Linked DNA regions of Mus musculus: region 2 is linked to region 1. Evidence: chromatin contacts called from public HiChIP or PLAC-seq data. All regions are on one chromosome and are shown on one strand. Each heading gives the region's core, a stretch centred on a gene start, on an enhancer-like site or on the middle of the called end of the contact. The rest is flanking DNA. Distances are from core to core; before and after follow the strand shown.

What was found. HiChIP or PLAC-seq counts read pairs in DNA pulled down with a chosen protein or histone mark.
Region 2: an HNF4G HiChIP or PLAC-seq map of pancreatic cancer cells shows a contact between it and region 1. The contact joins the promoter of Tamm41 here to the enhancer-like site in region 1. A contact is called at or near these places in 6 of 39 promoter capture datasets (cranial neural crest, embryonic stem cells, frontonasal cranial neural crest and 2 more), 6 of 484 Hi-C or Micro-C datasets (the HL-1 cell line, the N1E-115 cell line, cortical neurons and 1 more), 5 of 115 datasets of contacts at active chromatin or transcription factors (embryonic stem cells, large pre-B cells and pancreatic cancer cells) and 2 of 9 other capture datasets (adipose tissue and liver).

The regions. Positions count from the first base shown.
Region 1 is chr6:114,981,268-114,985,161 of GRCm38.p6, forward strand. No RefSeq gene overlaps it. Among named protein-coding and RNA genes, the nearest start is that of Gm38876, 38 kb to the left of the region's middle. Within about 2 kb of position 1,569, at least 8 of the 459 cell types and tissues checked have an H3K27ac peak or open chromatin away from gene starts, as enhancers often do. A contact at or near this core is called in pancreatic cancer cells, where this site is marked.
Region 2 is chr6:115,035,653-115,039,340 of GRCm38.p6, forward strand. It overlaps Tamm41 (TAM41 mitochondrial translocator assembly and maintenance homolog), which reads right to left and starts at 2,222. Exons shown (of 8, transcript NM_026894.1): 1 at 1,998-2,222. The coding sequence starts at 2,132.

The DNA.
Region 1 (3,894 bases), core at 319-2,818:
GGCTACAAGAGAACATGACAATAAAGAAAAGGCAAAGAAAAAAAGATATGAGGTGAGAAGAGGGGAGGGGAGGGGAGGGGAGGGGAGGAGAGGGGAGGGGAGGGGAGAGAAAAGTTGTCTTAGGAATTGATTGCTTTCAGGAGGAAAAGACCTAAACCAAGTGTCATAGTGAGTTTTCTGTTGTTATACCCAAATGTCAGAAGCATGGCAACTTTATAAAGAAATAAGGTTTGGGTTTGTTGGGTAAAGGTGCTTACCACCGAGACTAATGACTTGAGTTTGATCCACAGAACTCACACTGTAGAAGGGAAGAACCAACTGTACAAGTTGTCCTCTGGCCTACACACACACACACACACACACACACACACACACACACACACACACACACAAATTAATAAGTGTAGCTTTTTAATGTTTAAGAAGAGGAAAGGTTTCTTCGATTCATAATTTAGGAGGTGGGAAGTGCATGCGCATGGCCCCAGGTGTCTGGCAAGGGACTGTTTGCTGGCCGAGTCTCAGATGGTGCAGCAGTCATGGTGACAGATAGGGAGAGTCACACGAGTCCTGCTTCCTCTTCTTTATAAATCTGGTAGTTGTTTTGGTAGTTCCAGAGACTGAATCCAGGATGCCTGCATGCAAACAAGCCCTCACCCAGCCAACGGTATCCAAGGCCCTGGCTCCATCTTTGCACAGGTATCTGCATGTTGACCATAAGGCTACACCCTGAAGACCTGACAACCAAACCCCGAGCACCTACCTCCTGCAGTCCCTCCTCCAAGCATCTAACATCAGATCCCATGTCCCTCTTCAGTGTCTCACAGTGGGAGATCAAAGTTCACCTTTACAATGACTGTGATGACAGGTCTATCACTCACCATTTTTTATCTGAGCAAATCAATGCTCAGAGAGGTTCAGCTATTTCCCCAAGACTGCACAGCTGGCCTGACAGAGCCAGGCTGAAGTGCAGAGGACCATCTCAACCCACAACACCTTCCTGAGGAGCCACAACAGCAACTGAGCACATCTGACTAAAATTCTGTTCTCTCCAGTCTTCACACTACCCACATAGGAAGCTTGCTAGGTATGTCCTCTAAGCCTGAGAAACACTGGGAAAGCCTACTATCCTGAGCCTGGTTGGCGGGGTCCTTTCTCCCTACCTCCCTAGTTTCCTCAGCCCCAGCCTGGCCAGATGCCTACCCTAAGCTGGCAAAGGATGCCTTAGGAATGGCATTCACAGTTAGTTAGAGAGACCAGACAACACAATATCTAGGGATCTGGCAAAGAATGGCATAGCTACGTCTCATCAGAAGTCTGGACCTTGCAGACATCTTCCTCTGAGTGACCCAAAGAACAAGCCCACCAGGCAGCTTTCTATTGCTGTGGTAAGTACCATGGCTCAAAGTAGCTTGGGGAGGAACGGGTTGATTTCAGCTCACACTTCCCAGATCACAGTTCATCACTAACTGAAGCCAGGGCAGGAGCTCATGGGAACCAGCAGACAGGAACTGAAGCAGAGCCATGGAGGCGCGTTGCTTACCTGCTTGCTTCTCATGGCTTGATTTGATTGCATTTCTATATATCCCAGAGCCACCTGCTCAGGGGTGGCACCAGTCACAGTAGGCTGGACCCTCCTACACCAATCATTAATCAAAAAACAAACAAAACCAAACTTGCCCACAAGCCTCAAATAGAAACTTTTTCTCGACTGAGGCTCTTTCTTCCCAGATGGCCCTCGCTTGTATCACGTTGACAAAAACTTACCGGCACAGAATCTTTTTCAGGTGATGGGGAGGGACTTGGACAAGCAGACCAGCCTTCCAGTGTTAGGGACACTTGATTCTGTCCAGCCACGATGCTCAGCTTGACCCTGAAGAGAAGGACATTGTCACCTTTGCTATAAACTGCATTCAACAGTTGCTGCCAAGGCAGCTTGGTAAAGTACCCATCCTCTCACAACCAAGAGACCCCCAGAGCCACAGAAAAACCTCTAAGGAGTTCTGCCCTGCTGGCCACACCACTGAACAGCGCAGAGCTGACTGACTCATTCACCCTGTGGGGGATGCTGGCTATAGGGTCCAGATTTGCCAGACTGTTTGCACAACCCATCGTGATTTCATTCATAAAACATCTATCCTCCCCAAGGTAGATCCTGCTTCATGCCTGTTCATCCTCATGAGTGAAATTAGCATGGTCCAGCATCATATAATGACTGGTCATCAGGTAATCTGGGAGTCAAATTCTAGCTTTCCTTTTAAAAATAAGTTCCTTCGGGTCTTTATAGTACCTGGACTATAGTAGATGCTAAGTGTTGTTGCCTTTTGAGGTGCTCAAGACTCACGATGGTTTTCAATGTCACAGTTATTGAACAGCTACTGCATGTTAGATTCTGCCAACAGGACCTGAGAGTATGGCTTCTCCTCCCTTTACTGGTTACTGAATGCCATTCCCCATTTAATAAACATTTTTAGAAGAATTTTTGCGATGTAGTGTGTGTGTGTGTGTGTGTCTGTGTGTCTGTGTGTGTGTCTGTGTCTGTGTGTCTGTGTCGTGCATACACTGCTTGCAGAGCCTAGTCAAGGACATTGGATCTTCTGGAACTGGAGTTGCAGGCAGTTGGGTGGGTGCTGGTAATCCAACTTAGATCCCCTGCAGGAGCAGCCAGTGCCCCTAACCATGGGCCCATCTCTCCAGCGCCCTCTGTATACATTGGAAGTAGTAGTAGTAGTAGTAGTGTCTTTTCCATGCAGGTCAGGAGCCATCATTTCCTTGGGGTCCACTCTCTTCCTGACCCTCATCAGGGGTGTGCCAAGTAGATTCTGAGCTGATATTCACAGTGATGAATCCTTCAAGTCAGTAGTAAGTAGTCCTCTGCCCTCTATATGAACAGAATGTGGGCCCAGGATGCTCAGGAAGTTTCCTGGAGTTGCACAGCTAGGACTCTGGCTGAACTGTAGAGACAAGCAGACTAAGTACAGAGGGCCATGAGGAGGCCGAAGGGACCGAAAGATGGCAGTTTGTCACCCATCCCTTGAGAGCCACAGGACTATGAGCTGTAGTGATGACAAACATCCCCAGAGACCACTGCCAGCCTCTCCCAACCAGCAAACAGCAGGCCAACTCCAACAATCCCTTGAGATCATGGCACCATGATGTCACCCTGTTTATTCACCAAGTGGGAATCAGACCCACAGAATGGCTTAAGGAACTACTGGCCCCAGACATCAAAATGACAATGCCCCGTGACACACTCTCTGTGCCACCAGCGGCTCCTCAGCTGAAGGTCACCTAGAAGTAAATCACGGGGCAGTTTAATCTTTGCTCCCATTCCACAATTTAGGAGCAATTCTGTGCAACTTCCTTCCATTACTGGTCATGTCACTACGTAAGGGCAGGGTGACAACAGTGCATTTGGAGACAGCACACACACTCAGGGTCTCTTTCAAGCCTAGTTATGTGCTAGCCGGCCAAGAACACAGTGCAACCTTAGTTGCTTTCTTTAAATTTTAATTAAAAATTAATTTCCATATATATGTATATATATATATATATAATTGTATGTGTTGTATATATTTGTGTATATGTATGTGTGAGTGTAGTTATGTATGAGTATGTGTATATATATTGTATATGTATGTGTGTGAGAGGATATGTATATGTGTGTATATGTATGTATATATATGTGTGTGTGAGAGTGTGTGTGTATGAGTGTATGTACAAGTTGTGTTGAGCAATTCCTCCTCAGGCCTTGTCCCCTTCCTTTCTCCCCTGGTCCCATTAGTCCCCTTTCCCAGCTCTATTGCTTTGTAGACTGTGACAGAAGAAAGGGCTCTGCTCATGGCAGCTGGGAGGGAAAGAGAAAAGGACCAGGGTCCCAGTAGCCTCCAACTGGGC
Region 2 (3,688 bases), core at 972-3,471, 55 kb after region 1:
ACACATACATTCACACAGATAAAACACTCACACACACAAGTATTTTAAAAATAGTTCAAAAATATTAAGAAAAAAAAAAGGCTGGTAGGTTTCAGGGCAGAGAACTCAAGAGCCCACCACTAAAGATAGACAAATTATGTCCAAGTAGATTCTACATAGGAACGCTTAACATACAAACTGCACTCAAATTAGTCAGGAGAATAAGGAGAAAGGATTTTTTCTTGGATGTGACATGTGTGAGTTCTGAGGAATGTAAGAGGGGGACACAGCATGGAGAAGAAACCCAGGAAGCGTGGAAAACGGCTGTCACGTTAGTGAAACTCTTCCCTGTTCTGGAGCCAGGCGTGTTCCAGAACCCGCCCCCTCCCCCAGTCTGATGCTGCTGTTAACAAAACATACTCATGCAGTACTAAATGAGATCAAGGCGACTTTCCACATTAAAGAACTTTCCAGAGGAGGGGAGCCCATTCAGGCACTAACGTCCTGGAAGAACACAACAGAATTGTTGGCATGAATGCAGAGAATGAAAAAGAAGAGGAAATAAGGGTCCTCTCTGGGAGAGATGTGTAGGTCAGCTCGGAGGAGAACCTCTTTGAAAACCTACAAGCTGTCTATCGGGAGGTTCAGGAATGCTGTTTCCCAGGCTGGTCTTAAACCATCGGTGATATTACTTAAGATTCGGAGGTAACATGGATAGTTTCATGTATGTACAGATATATGAAGCCATGTTTGCAGGTCAGAGGGCGCGGATTGTTGCTCCCACGCTCCATCTAATCTATTTCTGAGACAGGGTCTCTTACTGACCTGGAGCTTGCCAAGTATGCCGGGAGCCAGGAAGCCCCAGGGATCCACCGGTTTCTGTCTCCCTAAAGCTGGGATTACAAGTGGGTACACCACAATGCCTGACTGAAGGATGATTGTAAAAAAAAAAATGTATAATTATGATAATCTATATGAAGTAACTGGACAGCTCACAATTTCTCATATGCCCATGATCCATACTTTCCCATTTGTTAGAGAAAATCGGTAGGATGTAGAAGAAATTCAAGAAACACCAGGTGAATTTTAACTGGAAGAAAGACCTGGCCAGGAGCTAGACCCAGGATGCCCTACTGTACAGTGACTGAGACTCCGTACTCTGGAGTAACAAGCCTCAATCCTAACTAGATTCCTGTTCAATGTGCTGACCTGAATAAATGTGCTACCTGCCTGGGCCCTACACCCAGTCCATCAACTTCCTGAAGCCCACGGATCATTCCGTATTTTCTCCTTATCTTTCGATGGGATTTTCAAAGTTAGCTTCCAATTAGTCACCTGGGATGTTTTACACACTGCTAAAGTCCTAGGCCAATGAAATCAATCCCTGCAGACAAAACCAGTCTTTGTATTGCTAAAAAGCTATGGAAAACTCCAATGACAAAGGCTGAAAACACTTAAGTAGGACCTGCTACTTTGTTTTTTCCCCCTTCCCACTACATCTCTGCAATGCCACCACCTCTTCCTCATCACTCCCAACTTAGATTGGAGACAGACTACTCATGCCTCACTTATCCTATCAGCTCAGGCTGGTGATGGATCGGCATATAATAGCACTTGCTGCCAAACCAGATAAACTGAGTTCAACCTACCACGACCCACGTGGTGCAAGGAGAGAAACAACTCCCTCAAGTCGTCCTGTGACCTTCAAGTGTGCGCAGAAGTACAGGTGCGCTTGCTATATAATCACTAAGTAAATGTAAACATATAGATTTGCCTGGCGTGACAACACGAGCCTTTTAATTCCAGTACTGTGAGTTCGAGGGCAGCCTTCAGCCAACCCTGACCAGGGAAATCCAAATTCCGCTCACACCGAAGGACACTTTGCTAGGATGAACATTTCAACAATTGGCTCTTGGCGTGTCCGGGCTCCGCAGGAATGAAAGGCATGCGAGGAACGGCGAGGGCGAACAGGTGCCAGGCATGGGACTGGTCGGGGAACTAGGGGGCCTCCGACTCACCTCCTGGTGGGCACTGGGTCCTGCCTGGCGATACACCGCGGAGCCGTAGGCGAAGGCCAAACTCAGGTCCTCCGGGAAGTGAGCCAGGATCCTGCGCAGGCCCACGCCCGAGCTGTGCAGCGCCTGCAGCGCCATGGGCGGGCTGGCCCGCCGGTGGGACAGACGGTGCTGTGCCGACCCTGTGCTCGCAATTCCCGGTCGTGCGGACCGCGCTTCCGCCCGGTCCCGCCCCTCCACGCACGCGCGCTTCAGAGCGGGCAGCTGGCAACCTGCGGGGAGGCCGAGGCTCCGTAGCGCCCTCTAGCCGGCGGAGGAGCACATTACATGTCTATCCTGTGACAACCTGCTATAGAGCCTAGCAAATCCTTTGTAGCACTAAAACTACGAATGGTTATTAAACCATTTAATTAATTAAATCATCCTTATATTGATTTTCTTTTTGCTTTTTGTTTTTTTTTTTGAGATAGGGTTTCTCTGTGTATCCCTGTCTGTCCTGGACTAACTCTGTAGACCAGGCTGGCCTCAAAGCATTCAGACAGGGTTTCACTGTGCAACAGCCCTGGAATTTGCTATATAGACAAAGCTGGCCTCGAACTCACAGCCATCCACCTGCCTCTGTCTCCAAAGGGCTAAGATGAAAGCATGAACTACCTCATTCACAACCTTGTGGAGCTATCACCTCTAGTGCCAAGTTGTAGGAGCATTTGAAGATTTAGAAAAACAAAAGAAATGTAAAACATGCCGGCCCAGGGGATTGTGATTGCTAGAAACTGACTGTGGTTTCTTCATGTTAAAGGTCTTTTTCAAGTCTGATAATAAATAAATGTTCCATAAAAGGAAACATATTGTATAAATATTCCCTCACATTTGCATTCAATTTTAGAGTCAGAGAAGTCTTCTTGCCCCTTCAGGGATGGTGTCTTAGTCAGGGTTTCTATTCCTGCACAAACATCATGACCAAGAAGCAAGTTGGGGAGGAAAGGGTTTATTCAGCTTACATTTCCACATTGCTGCTCATCACCAAGGAAGTCAGGACTGGAGCTCAAGCAGGTCAGAAAGCAGGAGCTGATGCAGAGGCCATGGAGGGATGTTCTTTACTGGCTTGCTTCCCCTGGCTTGCTCAGTTTGCTCTCTTATAGAATACAAGACTACCAGCCCAGAGATGGTCTGACCAATAAGGGGCCTTTCCCCCTTGATCACTAATTGAGAAAATGCCTTACAGTTGGATCTCATGGAGGCATTTCCTCAACTGAAGCTCCTTTCTCTGTGATAACTCCAGCTGTGTCAAGTTGACACAAAACTAGCCAGTACAATTGACCCCTTGTCAACCTGATACACAAACACATCACTAGTAAGCCTCAACCCTTACATTCTTATTCATCCCCAAGATCTAAATAACTTTAAAAGTCCCACAGTCTTTACATATTCTTTTTTTTGGGGGGGGGCTTGTTTAAACACTTTATTCAGAGGCTTGGGGAAAGATGGTAGAACACGCTGTCTGCTGTCCTGCGCGGGGCAGACCTTAGAGCAGTCCCGGTCGCTAAGAGCGTCTTTACATATTCTTAAAATTTCAATCTCTTTAAAATATCCATCTCTTTTAAAATCCAAACTCTTTTTACAATTAAAAGTTTCTTAACTGTGGGATCCACTAAAATACTTCCTTCCTTCAAGAGGGAAAAATATCAGGGCAC